Regions from separate parts of the Hordeum vulgare genome. Here region 1 is linked to region 2. Evidence: chromatin contacts called from public Hi-C data. All regions are on one chromosome and are shown on one strand. The core of a region is the stretch at or near the end of the contact, and the rest is flanking DNA. Distances in the headings are between cores, read along the strand shown. Region 1 holds the start of LOC123438165. Region 2 holds the start of LOC123437999 (carotene epsilon-monooxygenase, chloroplastic).

Evidence for each region. Hi-C and Micro-C count contacts between places; a contact is called where the count stands out from the background.
Region 1: a Hi-C map of seedling shows a contact between it and region 2, with 4 times the contacts expected there. The contact joins the promoter of LOC123438165 here to the promoter of LOC123437999 in region 2. A contact is called at or near these places in 2 of 6 Hi-C or Micro-C datasets (leaf and seedling).

What each region holds. Positions count from the first base shown.
Region 1 is chr1H:371,621,385-371,628,382 of MorexV3_pseudomolecules_assembly, reverse strand. LOC123438165 reads left to right here and starts at 3,062. Exons shown (of 1, transcript XM_045115758.1): 1 at 3,062-4,444. The coding sequence starts at 3,433. The coding sequence ends at 4,236. It overlaps LOC123438108 (tetratricopeptide repeat protein SKI3), which reads left to right. Exons shown (of 20, transcript XM_045115754.1): 15 at 1-315; 16 at 429-523; 17 at 595-834; 18 at 921-1,564; 19 at 2,230-2,433; 20 at 2,534-2,964. The coding sequence ends at 2,736. LOC123438134 (short-chain dehydrogenase TIC 32, chloroplastic-like) reads left to right here and starts at 4,578. Exons shown (of 9, transcript XM_045115757.1): 1 at 4,578-4,758; 2 at 4,883-5,117; 3 at 5,263-5,342; 4 at 5,845-5,998; 5 at 6,090-6,168; 6 at 6,240-6,324; 7 at 6,524-6,570; 8 at 6,678-6,824. The coding sequence starts at 4,653.
Region 2 is chr1H:370,848,759-370,855,735 of MorexV3_pseudomolecules_assembly, reverse strand. It overlaps LOC123437999 (carotene epsilon-monooxygenase, chloroplastic), which reads right to left and starts at 3,330. Exons shown (of 12, transcript XR_006629190.1): 1 at 2,784-3,330; 2 at 411-707; 3 at 89-286.

The sequences.
Region 1 (6,998 bases), core at 1,813-4,312, 770 kb before region 2:
CATGATGAAGCTCTTTCCATATCACGAAACTTGGCTGAAAACTTATCTAATATGAAGCACGAGAGTGCAACTGGGGCACTGGGATTCATATGCACCTTAGCATACAACATAACTGGGAAGGATTCTGCAGCTTTGGTCATTCATACACTCCCTGGTCAACCCAGTTATAACAGAGAGTTGAAATTCATCATCTCTGCATTAGATGCTTTGCAGCCAAGCAAGCGTTTTCAGTTACCTCACTTGAGCATGCCTCCTAGACTTACATCCTATGACGTGATGAGTGAAGTCCACTCAAATATTGCTCTGGGGAAGGCAGTAAGTAGCCTAATTTTTTTTTTTGGGTACTTGGTGGATTTTCTCTTTTTCCTTTTTTTGGTGTATGCTAGTTCTAATAATATATATATATATATATATTTTTTTTTTTGTAGATTGGTGGGGAAGTAAACAACTGTTTAGGGGTCGAGGGTGGTTTGTCTTACCTGAAAAAGGTTCTACACATGTATCCTGACTGCAGTTTAGTAAGGTAATGATCTTCCCTGGAACAATAAACCTTGACTATATTGGTCATAATGTTGCCTTTGTTGCATGCTGCAGAAACCATCTTGGAGCTCTGTTGCTGTCGAGTGGAGATTGGACTGCTTCTCACAAAGCAGTAAGGGTTACTTCGTTGTCCCATGGGCACACATCCAATAGTGGTCTAAGGTCTCCGCATCAAATTCAAGCATGTGCAACAATGTCTTGCTATTCTACCTGCACTTCTTATCCAAAGTTCTCATTCCCAACATGTGAAGACCAGTACCTAAGTCAATACAATGCAATATGCAACCTGCAAAGGTATGTTTTTTTCCAACCTATGGCATTGACAACATCATACTTTTTTGACTTTGGTCGGCAAACTAAGCATGGAACTTCATTTGAAGGTTGGTCCATCAAGAACCATGGAACCAAGATGCACGCTACTTGCTTGTGCTTGCTATTTTCCAAAAAGCACGTGAAGAGAAGTACCCCAAACATATTTGTACCACTTTGAAGAGGCTGGTTTTACAAATTATGTCCAGCAGTAGCAATTCACAAGAGCATAAACACAGCCTTTATGAGAAGTACTTGCTACTTCTTTTGTTTTCAGAGGTTAGTTTGCAATCTGATGACCATGGAAACGGCATTGCTCAAGTTACAGATGCTCTAGGAGTTGCTCCTCCTAGTGTGGATACTTTCTTTGCACACTTGCAACTGTGTCGGGCTTATGTGGTGCAAGGCGATCTTTCGAACTCCAGGAAGGAATACATGAAATGCTTGCAGAACCGCACGAATACTGAGGTTGGCTGGGTAATGCTCAAGCAACTTGAATCTCTATGTTCAGTGAACCGTGGCTCTGATGAAATAGAGATAAATCTCAAAGAATGCATTGAAAGGAACGGTAGCAACCCATCAAAATGGGCATCTCTTTTTAACCTAGCATGTGCTCAGTGTTTTATGCGGGATGAGGACTTTGCAAGTGCTGAAAAAGCTCTTGCACAGGCATGTGCTGAAAAGGATGCTGATAGCTGTGTCTTATTCCTGAATGGTAAGCCAGTTTGTTGTTTTTCTCTGTTTTTTGGTTAGCTTATTTAATTGTCAGTTTTCCCTGAAACTTTTTTGGTTACTTCTTATATGGAGTTGAATTCTGTGCTCGATTGTTCTGTTACCTCCAAACTCCAGTAGACATCATGATCACAGTATCCTGCAATCCGCTTAAGAAACTTAGAAAGAAGAATCTTCTTGTGTGAGTTACTTGCTTATCACCTGGTTTGCTGGCAGTGAGCATTCACAGTAACACTGCGGGTGACTTGTTTATCACCTGGTTTCCTGATCATGATCATTCACAGTAGCATTGCGGCCCTAGCTTAACATTGTCCATAACATAACACCAGCTGATGGGTTCTGCTTCTTCACATCTATGTGCTACAGTAACCAAGTACTCCCTCTGTCCCATAATATAAGAGCCACTCTTATATTATGGGACGGAGGGAGTAGATGCTTAGGTATCACATTTCTTTGCTAGTTAGTCCAGGAGGTAGAATCTGCACATCCTGTTCAACCATTCAGTTTTTTACCTCTGTTCACCGCCTGCAAATTTTATGCCGTTTTTTACATCTAAAGGGGTGATAGCAAGTGAGACTAACATTAGTTAGATGAGTTTGCTTCTTTCTATGTTCCCACCGTATACTGAATCAAAAATCACCCTGGCAGGAGCTATGCATATGGAGATTGCCCGGAGGTATGCGGCTCCTCAGTATATAACCCGCGCAGCTTCGAGCCTCAGAAAGGCGCAGCAGAAGTCTCAAGCTGCCGTACCCATCGTGTCACTCCTGCTGGCCCAAGCAGAAGGCAGCCTCGGCTCCAAAGCCAAGTGGGAGAAGAACCTTCGCCTCGAGTGGTTCTCTTGGCCCCCAGGTCTTAACCGAAACTGAAGCTCAGAGCTTCAAAGAGCACTGCTCAGATAAAACGTTCATTTCATTTTTATCTGATCGTTTCCTGGTTTCGATTCGCGCAGAACTGCGGCCTGCCGAGCTCTACTTCCAAATGCATCTTCTGGCGAGCCAGTCGACTGCAGCGGTGGCAGGTCCTCAGCAGAAGAAGCAGCAGCAGTTGGTGGAGACGATGCAGAGTCCCGGGGCGTGGCTTCTGAGGGCGATACACCAGAACCCGTCGTGCTCCCGGTACTGGAAGGCCTTGCTGCAGCTTGTGTACGTGTAGCCTCGGTCTTGTAGCTGAGACGGACGTAGCAGAATCAGTTTAACGGAGTTGTAGCGTAATTTGTGTCGTGTAGACCTCTTTGCTATGAGCCCATGAGGTGCTCTGGCGAAGTGTATTTGTTGTTGTAAACATAGTTTCTTTCTAACATTTCCCTCTAGTGGTAGGAGCTGGGAGTTGAGACTGCATGCAAGGAAAGAAAAAAAGAAGCGTCAGAGTCTTCTTATCCCAGCTCAAGCAGCATACTGCATGCATCAGTGGGGTAATCTACTCTTCTTTCTGCTTTCGGGATCGTTTATCATCTGCTCCGGTACAAGTGGAGTGCCTACTTGGTTCTAAACCTCGAATCACCCTGTTTCGAGAAAGTTCCTTGCGCCGAGCACGCACTTTTCGGTGGAGAGCGCAAGTCCGTGAAGGACACGCCGGGAACACGTAGCCCGACCCGAGCCGCGCTGTTCCTCGCAGGCTCCGAGGCCAGTAAGATAATCCGAAGAGCCTCCACACGCGGCGCGCCATGGCGAGCCGAGCACCAGAGCGCGCCACGCACCCCATCCACCCGTCGCCTTAACCTTTCCCCCCGCGCACTGCACCGGGGACACCTCACTCTCTCACCCGCCAACGCTGCCGCCCGCCACCTCGTACCGCAACAGACCGACCGACAGGCCAACGCCGCGACAGCTCTCCGGTCACCGCCGATCGATGTCCGGCGGCGTGGGCCCGACGGCGGGGGGCGGCATCGCGCTGCCGTCGATGGGGCAGCCGCCGCCGCCGCTGCACCCTACGCCCACCTCGCCGACGGCGCGCCCGCACCACCACTACTACCTCTTCTCCATCAAGCAGCTCAACACGCTGGGCGCGGCCGCCGTGCTGGCCTTCTCCACCACCGTGCCGCTCTCGGAGGTCGCCTTCGCCGTCCTGCTCCTCCCCTACCTCCTCCTCCTCGCGTCCCTCGCCTTCCCGCAGCGCCCCGGGAAGCCCGACCCGTCCGCGCCCGTCTTCCTCGGCCCCGCGCGCCTCCTCCTCGCCGCGCACACCGTCGGCGGCTTCCTCGTCGGCGCCGCGCTCCCGGCGCTCTACATCCTCGACGGCCTCCGGTCGGGGGACACCACGGGCATCGCCGCCGCCGCCCCGCACGCGTTCCTGCTCTCCGCGCAGGTCTTCACCGAGGGCCTCGCCGCCGCCTTCCCGTGGCGGTTCTCGCTCCCCGTCAGGGCCGCTGTCCCGGTCATGTACAGCGTGCGCAGGATGTTCGCCGCCGGGGAGTGGCTCCGGCAGGAGATGGAGGAGAAGCGCGGCGGCCCCGGCGTGGCGCAGCGGCGCGTGGTGGCCGGGAGGGTGCTCGCGTTGGCCAACATGGCCTTCTGGGGCGCCAACCTCTTCGCCTTCCTGCTGCCCTTCTACCTGCCCAGGGCGCTCCAGAGGTACTACTGCGACGACGGCGTCGACCGCACGGCGCGCACCCACCACGACGGCGACGGCAGTGAAGATAAGAAGGATTCGTAGATAGATGACATGCCGTCTCACAGCGCGTTCCTGTGATGGCTGCGTACGCCGCGTTGCTTGTTTTACTCCAGTAGTTTGTTGCTTTTCTCCCTTGCCCGAATATTTTGGCCATGTAATGTAAAATTTCTCACTAGATGTCAGCGAATGAAACTGGTACCCTGTAGCCTGTACTGCATGCAAATCTTGAATTTGAATGTTCATCTGAAAACTTCCAAATTCGAGTAGAGAGTTCCGAACCCATCATTGTGTTGGGTACCTCTGCCAGAAAAAAAAAGAATTCGACACTGCTGACTGAACTCACATGCATTTCGTCTTCATGTCCATACAACATTACAACGTCGGAATCGAATCATTTTAGCCCATCCCGAACCTGTTGAGCTGCTGCTGCCTGCTGAGTGCTGACTGCTGACCGACTGATGTGGTGGTTCTACCGCAAGGGCCCCTCGGGCTTCGCCGGCGCCTCCACGGCCGAGGAGGTGACCGCCGGCATCGACGGCCGCGGCCTAGTCGCCGTCATCACAGGTACCTCCTTCCACTTTCCGCTTACACGGTGAGCTGTCAGCATGCTGTCCTCGTCGAATCTTGGAAGCGGCTGCAGCCATGGCAGCCTCGTGAGCTGACACCGGCGAGGTCGCTCTCGGCGCAGGTGCGTCGAGAGGCATCGGGCGGGAGACGGCGCGCGTGCTGGCGCTGCGGGGCGTGCGCGTCGTCATGGCCGTCCGCGACGTCTCCGCGGGGGTCAGGGCCAAGGAGGCCATCCAGGCCGAGATCCGCGGCGGCGCGGAGCTGGACGTGCTGCAGCTGGACCTTAGCTCCATGGCCTCCGTGAGGAGATTCGCCGCAGAGTTCGCCTCCCTGAACCTGCCCCTCAACATCCTAATGTAAGAACCAAGAACACATCCTCCACAACAACATCCCATCCAATCCGCCTCTGCCATTTGCATCAAGAATGCTCTAGAACAGAGAACTCGCCAATGGTTGCACGTACCGGGAGCTTAATTTCAATTTCTTGCATCTTCTCGACAGCAACAACGCTGGAGTCATGGCGAGGGACTGCACCCGTTCCTGCGACGGCCTGGAGCTGCACTTTGCGACGAACCACATCGGTACTCACAATCAGCTCGAGCTGTCCACTCGATACTCGTGTGCATTTGTTCCCTCGGAGAAGTTTTTTATATTTCAACCCTGAACTGTCTACAAATGTCTAAGAATTTTAGAGACATTCCAGCGTTGTAATATGGAACCTTCCAATTAGAAAATACAAGCAAAATACATATTCAGCCCATTGTTTGGTCAAAATTTGATAAGAAAATTGTAAGTGTCCAGAAAATAAATAAGAAAACCTGTAAAATCAACGCTACCATGGTGATCAATCTAGGAGAGTTCTAAACCTTTTGCCAAACAGACAAAAACATTCGACCGGAATTCGTATTTAGCAGGTTTGAGGCGAGGGCAGGGTTGAAATTTAACCGGTTTTGGCATTTCAGGGTTGTATTTAGACGGTTTCAAAGTTCAGGGTTAGTTCTTAGACGTTTGTGTCAGTTCGAGCAGTCTGTGGGTTATGTGGTTGATGCTCACAGTGGAGCAGCTTGTTGACTCCAATGGCAGGGCATTTCCTTCTGACGAACCTGTTGCTGGAGAACATGAAGATCACGTGCCGGGACAGCGGCGTCGAAGGAAGGATCGTCAACGTATCATCGGCGGGGCATATCATGACGTACGCCGAAGGGATATGCTTCGACAAAGTGCTTGATCCTTCAGGGTAATCTGTTGTCAGCTAGACAAAGCCGAATGAATGAACCATCTCCAGCCCTCACAAAATTGGGGAAGTAACAGGTTTGCAATGCTTACAGCTTCAACAGTTTCATTGCTTATGGTCAGTCGAAGCTTGCAAACATTCTGCACACAAATGAGCTGTCTCGGATTCTCAAGGTACAACGTTGATTCTTTGCCACCTGAATGAATGCTTGAAGAGAAGAAATTCAAAATAATTTCGTGTACAGGATGAAGGGGTGAACATTTCAGCGAACACGGTACATCCCGGGATCATCGCCACAAGCCTTTTCAGGAACAGGACTATTGTGAGCGGTAACTCTCAGATCACTGGAATTTTTTGGTCTTCCGAGAAATCCAGAGCCGACCATCTTGAACTGATATATACTCCCTCCGTCCCAAAATAAGTGTCGTTGGTCTAGTATAAAATTTGTACTAACTTAGTACAAATTTTGCGACACTTATTATTCTGGGACGGAGGGAGTATAACCTTACTGCATGTATGCCATTGCAGCTCTGATGAATACTGTTGGAAGAATCATAAGCAGGAGCATCGAACAGGTGAACATACTCTCACGGTTTCATAATTCACTGTTGTTTTTGCCTTCTTGGTAGAACATATTATGCATTTCAATGGCTGAAGAGAACATCATGCTACGTTCATTCAGGGTGCTGCAACAACATGTTATGTGGCGATGCACCCTCAAGTCCAGGGGATAACTGGTAAATACTTCGGCAATTGTAATATAGCAAACCCAAGCTCGCAAGCTGTAGATGCAGAGTTGGCCAAGAAGCTGTGGAACTTCAGCTTGCAGGTAGTGTCTTCTTGATATGCCGGTTTCAGATAAATAGATTGTTCCGTGTACACTCTAATTTCTGCTACTTCTACATTCAGTTACTTCAGAGCAAGACAGGAGCATGGCTACTGTCAGTTGTAATTATCAATTTCTCTTGGTATTATTTTTGGTCTAGAAGTCTTGAACCAACCG
Region 2 (6,977 bases), core at 2,081-4,580:
AGGTGGATTCCTAGACAGTACAAACATCAATAAGAACAATAGGAAATTGACATCAGACATTGTTTTAGCTTGGGATAAACTAAACTACCTCTTCACGGCTAGCAAGTAAAAAACGCAGGATGCTAGGATCTGCCTCATTTACATATTCTTCACCCTCAATCTGTTCATTTTCAGCATCTACGATTGCCTTGCATTTTATAATTAGCTCTTCAACAGTATTCCTTATTGTGTTAACTGCCTTTTCTGCTTTGATCTGTCTAGGAACAATCTTGCACAGCAAATCAATCTGTAAAAAATAAACAAGGATCACATCAGACATCAGTCGTGCAATTTTTCCCTTCTGCAAGTTAGCAAGACCAACGTCAACCAGAGGTCCAAAATTAGAAATGTAACATGACGAAAGAACCTACCTGCCAGTATGGTAAAAGATCTGTAGAACGAGCCTCTGCTTCTTTCAGTGCGGTGTAAACAGCATCAATAACAGGACTATCTGATGTGAGGGAATCAAAGTTGTAGTTGAACAAAGACAAACCAATCACATCTAGTGTCATTTGAGAAAATCTCGCTTCCATATTAACAGGTTCACCGCTCAAAGCATATGTCTCGAGCTTTTCCACCAATCTCTCAGCACATTTACAAAACACTTTATCAACCATTACTGAGAGAAATCTTTTGTGTAGAGATGGTACAACTGCTCTACGTCTCACCTAAAATAGCAGATTAATAGTAAGTTAAAGAGAGGATTAATAGATGAACAAAAGGGCATGAAAACTCAAAATCAAATTCATGTGAATTAGAGGCAGGAAGCTTTCGAATTGCACAAGCATCACTCCTTACTAGAAAATAGGAATTGGTGAGTGTCCCCCGAGTTCCAATTTCCGAAGAAGTCTAATAAAGTAATAGGGTGTATTTCACAAATACAAGGAAGCGAAACTGAGGGTCGTGGTCTGGTTATCAAGAGATCTACTCTAGTTCTGAGTCTTATTCTACACACACTAAGTAAACTTTAATCGAAGTATAGATTGTCATCTTTGTATTTTGACCATGATGTCCAGTCCAGCACCTATAGTTTGTTAAGTCATATTGGAAGGAGCTACACCGACACCATGTACCAGATAGTATATCAGCAAGTAAGGTGTATAACTGTTGTCTTAAGTCAAACTTGTGTAAGGTTGGCCAAGTTTATACTAGAAAAAACTGTTACAACTACAATACCAAGCCAAAACCATTTGATCCATTATAAAATGGGCTGTGCTACGCGTCGGCCGGCGCATCTTTTTAAAAGATCCGCCGGTCTACGAGCTGTCTGATCTGACCCTATCTCCGGGTCAGGCGTTATTGCCTTTTTGCAACAGAAGACGTGTTGCGAGAACCTTTTTGCAACACATGTCTTGTTGCAGAAATATTTGTAACAAATGTTTTCTTGCAGATTTTTTTGCAACCTAGGTCTTGTTGCAGAATATTTTTGAGATTTTTTTTAAATAGATCTCTTGTTGCAGTTTTTTATTGCAACAGATGTCTTGTTACAGAAAGCCAATGTGTTGCATTCCTTGCGGTCATGGCCTCGAGCAGAAGCTCGGTCTTGTTGGGGAAGGGAGAAGGGGAGTTGCGTATGCAATGATGGATTGATGGTGGTGGTGGAGGTGATGCAACATGGGGCAGGAGCGGCATGGATCGGCAACGACGGCTGGAGCGGAGATCCGGCATGCGCGCTCGAGCGGCCACGGCCACTGGCCGCAAGTGGACACACGGAGACGGGGAGTGGCGACCTCACCGGCGTGCTTGTCGGCAGCCTCGTCCGTGTGCTGCCGGCGGCGAGCAGCAGTGGCGGCGGTCGGAGCAGCACATGGAGGTGTCAGCTTAACGGGGAGCTCGGGAGAGCACGAGAGGATCCAGATCCAGATCCCGCAACACATTACTTGTTGCGGTGGGGGGATTGCAACAACGGCTCAGTTGCGAAAATTAGTCTAGTTAATACATTGCTTCCGAGCCATCTGATTAAAATTGATCTGAAGGTCACGAAGCCGGCAGACGCAGACGTGGTTATCAGTCGGGTGATTTGAATCATTTCCCTTATGAAATAGGGTCGCGATAACGCCCACATGTGTGGGCATTAAGGGGTCTTGCCACACGTCTCGTGTGGTATCTAAGAAAACCAGCCCACACGCCTACGTGTGGGCCAAACAGATAATGCCCACACGTCCAGCCTCCTGTCTCGCGGTCCCGCCTAGACGCCTACGAGTGGGCAAAATAGGTAACGCCCACAAGCCCGGTCTCCTACCCCACGGTCCCGCACGCCCGCGTGACTGTCAACAGTTGCCATGGTTGCTGAACTGCAGTTGTCATGATTGTCCAGCTGCAATCGCCATGTCTGAACAAACTGCAGTTGCCATCTCAGGTCAAGTGCAGTTGTCATTTATGGACAACTGTAGCTGTTGCCATGTATGGCCTGGTCTACTACAGTTGCCATGATTTGAAAAACTTTAAGAGTTGTCACCTACTAACACTAGACAGTTGCCATATAACACTTGAAAGACAAGGCAAAAATAATATCATGGAGTTGCCATATGCTTCTAAGCACACTAGGCAATTGCCACAAAAACACTACAAAAAAGACATGGCAAAAATAACATATTCGGGTAAGAGAGAGAGTTGCCATCTGCTTACAAGCATAGTAGGCAGTTGCCATGTATCACTACCAAAAAAAAAAATGATAACTGATAGTTTGGGATGTGGGAGAGGAGACGCTAATAACATTTGAGAGATAGAGAGAGAGAGCACACCGTCCAGAGCGCTCCCTCGGCGATGGCGAACCCAGAGCCAAAGAGGAACTCGGAGACCTCGGCGACGAGCCCCTTCTCGTACCGCGTGCCGTACCCGCGGAGGACGTGCTTGGCCACGGCGGGGTCGCTGACGATGACGAAGTCGCGCGGCCCCGCGGCGAGGCGGTAGACGGGCCCTTCCTCGCGGAACCACTTGAAGAGCGGGAGGAAGAGCGCGCCCCCGAGGAGGTCCTGCACGTCGTCGAGCTTGGCGGAGGCGACGGGGATCCCCGAGTCGTCGTTTCCCCGGCCGAGCACCGAGCGGGACAGCGACGTGAGCCAGTCGGGGCTGACCCACGACGTGGTGGGCTTGTCCCCTCCGCCGCCGCTGCTCCTTGGCGGGGGCAGGCGGAGGCTAGCGTGCCGAGGGGACGGTCGTGGGGCCCATGGAGGAGGAGGAGACGCGAGCGCGGAGGCGAATGCCGCGGCGGGCATCGCGCCGGCCGCCGCGGAGTTATGTCAATTTGGGTCGGGTTTGGGTGAGAGCAGTAGTGGGGGTGTGTGACAGAGAGAAGGGAGAAGAGGAAGAGGATGAGGTTTTATTATTATTGTTATTTTGAGGGAGAGCGCTGCGTGAGAGTGAGACCGTGAGAGCATCTCCAACGGCCCGTCAAATTCCACGCAGCATGCTCCACATCTTCAAATATTATAGCCTCTCAAAAATAAGTACTCCTCGGTAAACTAATATAAAAACATTTAAATTATTATTTTATTTATTTAAGCACTCTTATAATTAGTTTACGGAGGAAGTACATCCTATTCTTAATTCTTAGCGTAGTTTTCTGTAAAGCTAGAGTATTATGTTAGTTTTTCTTTCAAATAAATGTTATGTTGGTTTGATGATGCATTTTATGAGTGATTTTTACGTGCCAGAAATGATGCCACAGTGCTTTAAAAACCGCGGTTTAGACTACCTTGGATAATAACGCTGCTCCAATGGGTGATGCATATGCATATGGTGATGAGAAAAATTATGCAGCACAAAAAATGAAACCTCGATAAAATGCATCATCAGATGCAAAAACTACTTTTTCGATACATGGCACCGTAGAATCGAAGCGAAAACTGTGTTTTTCAGATCGAGAGAAGCTTTTTACCACGCCTCCCAAAAATATTTATGGGTCCAACGCGTTTGCGGGTTCTGATCGTTGCTACTTTTTCGTGCGGACACATATTTAGACGGTTATTTTACGGGTCGGGGCATTATACTGGTTCTGCTAGATATGCTCTAATTAGGGAGCAACTATCTAGCATTTCTTCGGGAGCCTTTCAAGGTTTCTTTCACGCACAACCACTTGGCGCGTTCTCAGTCGTCGTCACGTGCGCGTTCTTAGTCGTCGTCACGATTTCACGTTTAGGACGTTTCCTCTAGATTTTTTTTCGCACATATTTTTAGCCCTTTAAATGATTTTTCATTTTTTTGTGTTTTGTTTTTTCAACTGTCTTTCTTACCTTTTGGTCGGAAAAAATCAAAACAAAAAATGCATGAAAAAACATGTTTTCCTTTTTCATTGGTGCGAGGAACAGTTTTTTCTAGATTTGAAGCTATCATTGTATTTCAAGTACTTTTCACATAATTTTTTATTAATTGGCCATGGAATATTTTAGTAATTAACCACGACAAATTTAGTTAATGGATCATGGCAACTTTTAGTAATTCATCATGGCAAATTACATTCATGTATCATGCTAATTTTAGTATTTTGACCATGGCAATTCTAGTATTTTAAACATAGAAAATATTTTTTGTAAGAACCATAACACATTTTAAGGCACGTATCATGATAAATTTAAGTAATTCATCATGAAAATTTTAGTTTATGGTTCATGTCAAATTTGAGCCATTAGACATGCATTTTTAAAGTAATTAATGGCATAATTCTTTTTTACTTGTGAATCATGTCAAAATTATTTCATGGATCATGAAAAATGTAGTTTCTTAATTCCCTTTTTTATAACATGTCAAAAATTACCTTAAACGTGGAAGAAAAATAGTTGAAATATATCGTGACAATTTGGGTGTAATCATGATGGCAATTTATGTGTAATAGACATGATAATTTTTAACCAAGAAAGGTCATCGTAACATATAAATATAAGATCTAGTTTCGAAGATCCCGTCGCGGCAGATTTAATGGTGAAAACGATTTCTCAATCGGATTTTTTATTTAAAAGATAAAACATTCTTAAAACTAAAAAGACAAAAAATTCTGCTCACATCATCAGTTTCATTACTTGTGCATGTATGTAGTGACATGACCCAATGTGTGACCATAGGGCGTGTGGCCAGGTGTTATTCCCAGCACACGTGTGGTGGTTATCGATGCCCAAAAAATGTGCTTTGTGTTTTTTTCCTTTCTCGAGAGACATTGTTTTGTTTCTATGAGAGGTACGGATTTGCTTCCGCAAGAGGCACCGCGAGAAGCACATGTTGGAAATATTCCCTAGAGACAATAGTAAAGTGGTTATTATTATATTTCCTAGTTCATGGTAATTGTCTATTATTCATGATAATTGCATTAACCGGAAACCGTAATACATATGTGAATATATAGATCACAATGTGTCCCTAGTGAGCCTCCAGTTGGCTAGCTCGTTGATCAATAGATGATCATGGTTTCTTGATCATGGACATTGGATGTCATTGATAACGGGACCACATCATTGGGGAATGAAGTGATGGACAAGACTCAATCCTAAGCATAGCACTAGATCATGTTGTTCGTCTGCTAAAGCTTTTCTAATGTCAAGTATCATTTCCTTAGACCATGAGATTGTGCAACTCTCGGATACCGTAGGAGTGCTTTGGGTGTATCAAACATCACAACGTAACTAGGTCGTTATAAAGGTGCACTACAGATATCTCCGAAAGTATCTGTTGGGTTATACGAATCGAGACTGGGATTTGTCACTCCGTGTGACGGAGAGGTATCTCTGGGCCCACTCGGTAATCCATCATCACATTGAGCTCAGTGTGACTAAGGAGTTAGCCACGAGATGATGTGTTACGGAACGAGTAAAGGGACTTGCCGGTAACGAGACTGAACAAGGTATAGGAATACCGACGATCGAATCCCGGGCAAGTATCATACCGGTAGATAAAGGGAATTGCATACGGGATTGCTTGAATCCTCGACATTGTGGTTCACCCGATGAGATCATCGTGGAACATGTGGGAACCAACATGGATATCCAGACCCCGTTGTTGGTTATTTACCGGAGAGGTGTCTCGGTCATGTCTGCATATCTCCCGAACCCGTAGGGTCTACACACTTAAGGTTCGATGACGCTAGGGTTATAGGGGAATAGTGTACGTGGTTACCGAAGGTTGTTCGGTATCCCGGATGAGATCCAGGACATCACGAAGAGTTCCGAAATGGTCCGGAGGTAAATAATTATATATAGGAAGTGAGGTTTTTGTCACTGAAATTGTTTCGGGCGACACCGGTAATGTTCCGGGGGTCCACCGGAAGGGTTCCGAGGGTCCACCGGCAAGGGCCACCAGCCCCAAGTTATTACATGGGCTAAGAGTGGGTGGGAACCAGCCCATATGTGGGCTGGTGCGCCTCCACAACCAGCCCAAGGCGCACAAGGGGTGGAGAGAGGGGAAACCCTAGGCGTGGGAGGCCACCTTGGGCCTCAAAGGCCCACCCTAGGGCCCTCCACCCTTGGCTGCCGCCCTCCTTGGCTTCTAGGGCTGCCGCACCCTTTAGGGTGGGAAACCCTAAAGGGTGGGCACCTCCTCCCTCTCCTCCTATATATATTGAGGACTTTTGGGCAGATTTGAGACAACAATTGCCTCTCTCTCGGTGCAACCCTACTCCTTCTCCTCGTCCTCCGTACTGCTTGGCGAAGCCCTGTCGGAGTTAACACGCAGCTCCACCATCATCATGCCGTCGTGCTGCCGGAGCTCTCCCTCAACCTCTCCTCCCTCCTTGCTGGATCAAGGTGTTGGAGACATCACCAGTCTGCACGTGCGTTGAACACGGAGGCACCAACATTCGGTGCATAGATCGGATTTCACCGCGATCTGAATCGCTGCGAGTACGACTTCATCAACCGCGTTCTAGCAACGCTTCCGCTTAGCGATCTTCAAAGGTATGAAGATGCTCTACAACCTCTCTCGTTGCTGATTTCTTCATAGATAGATCCTTG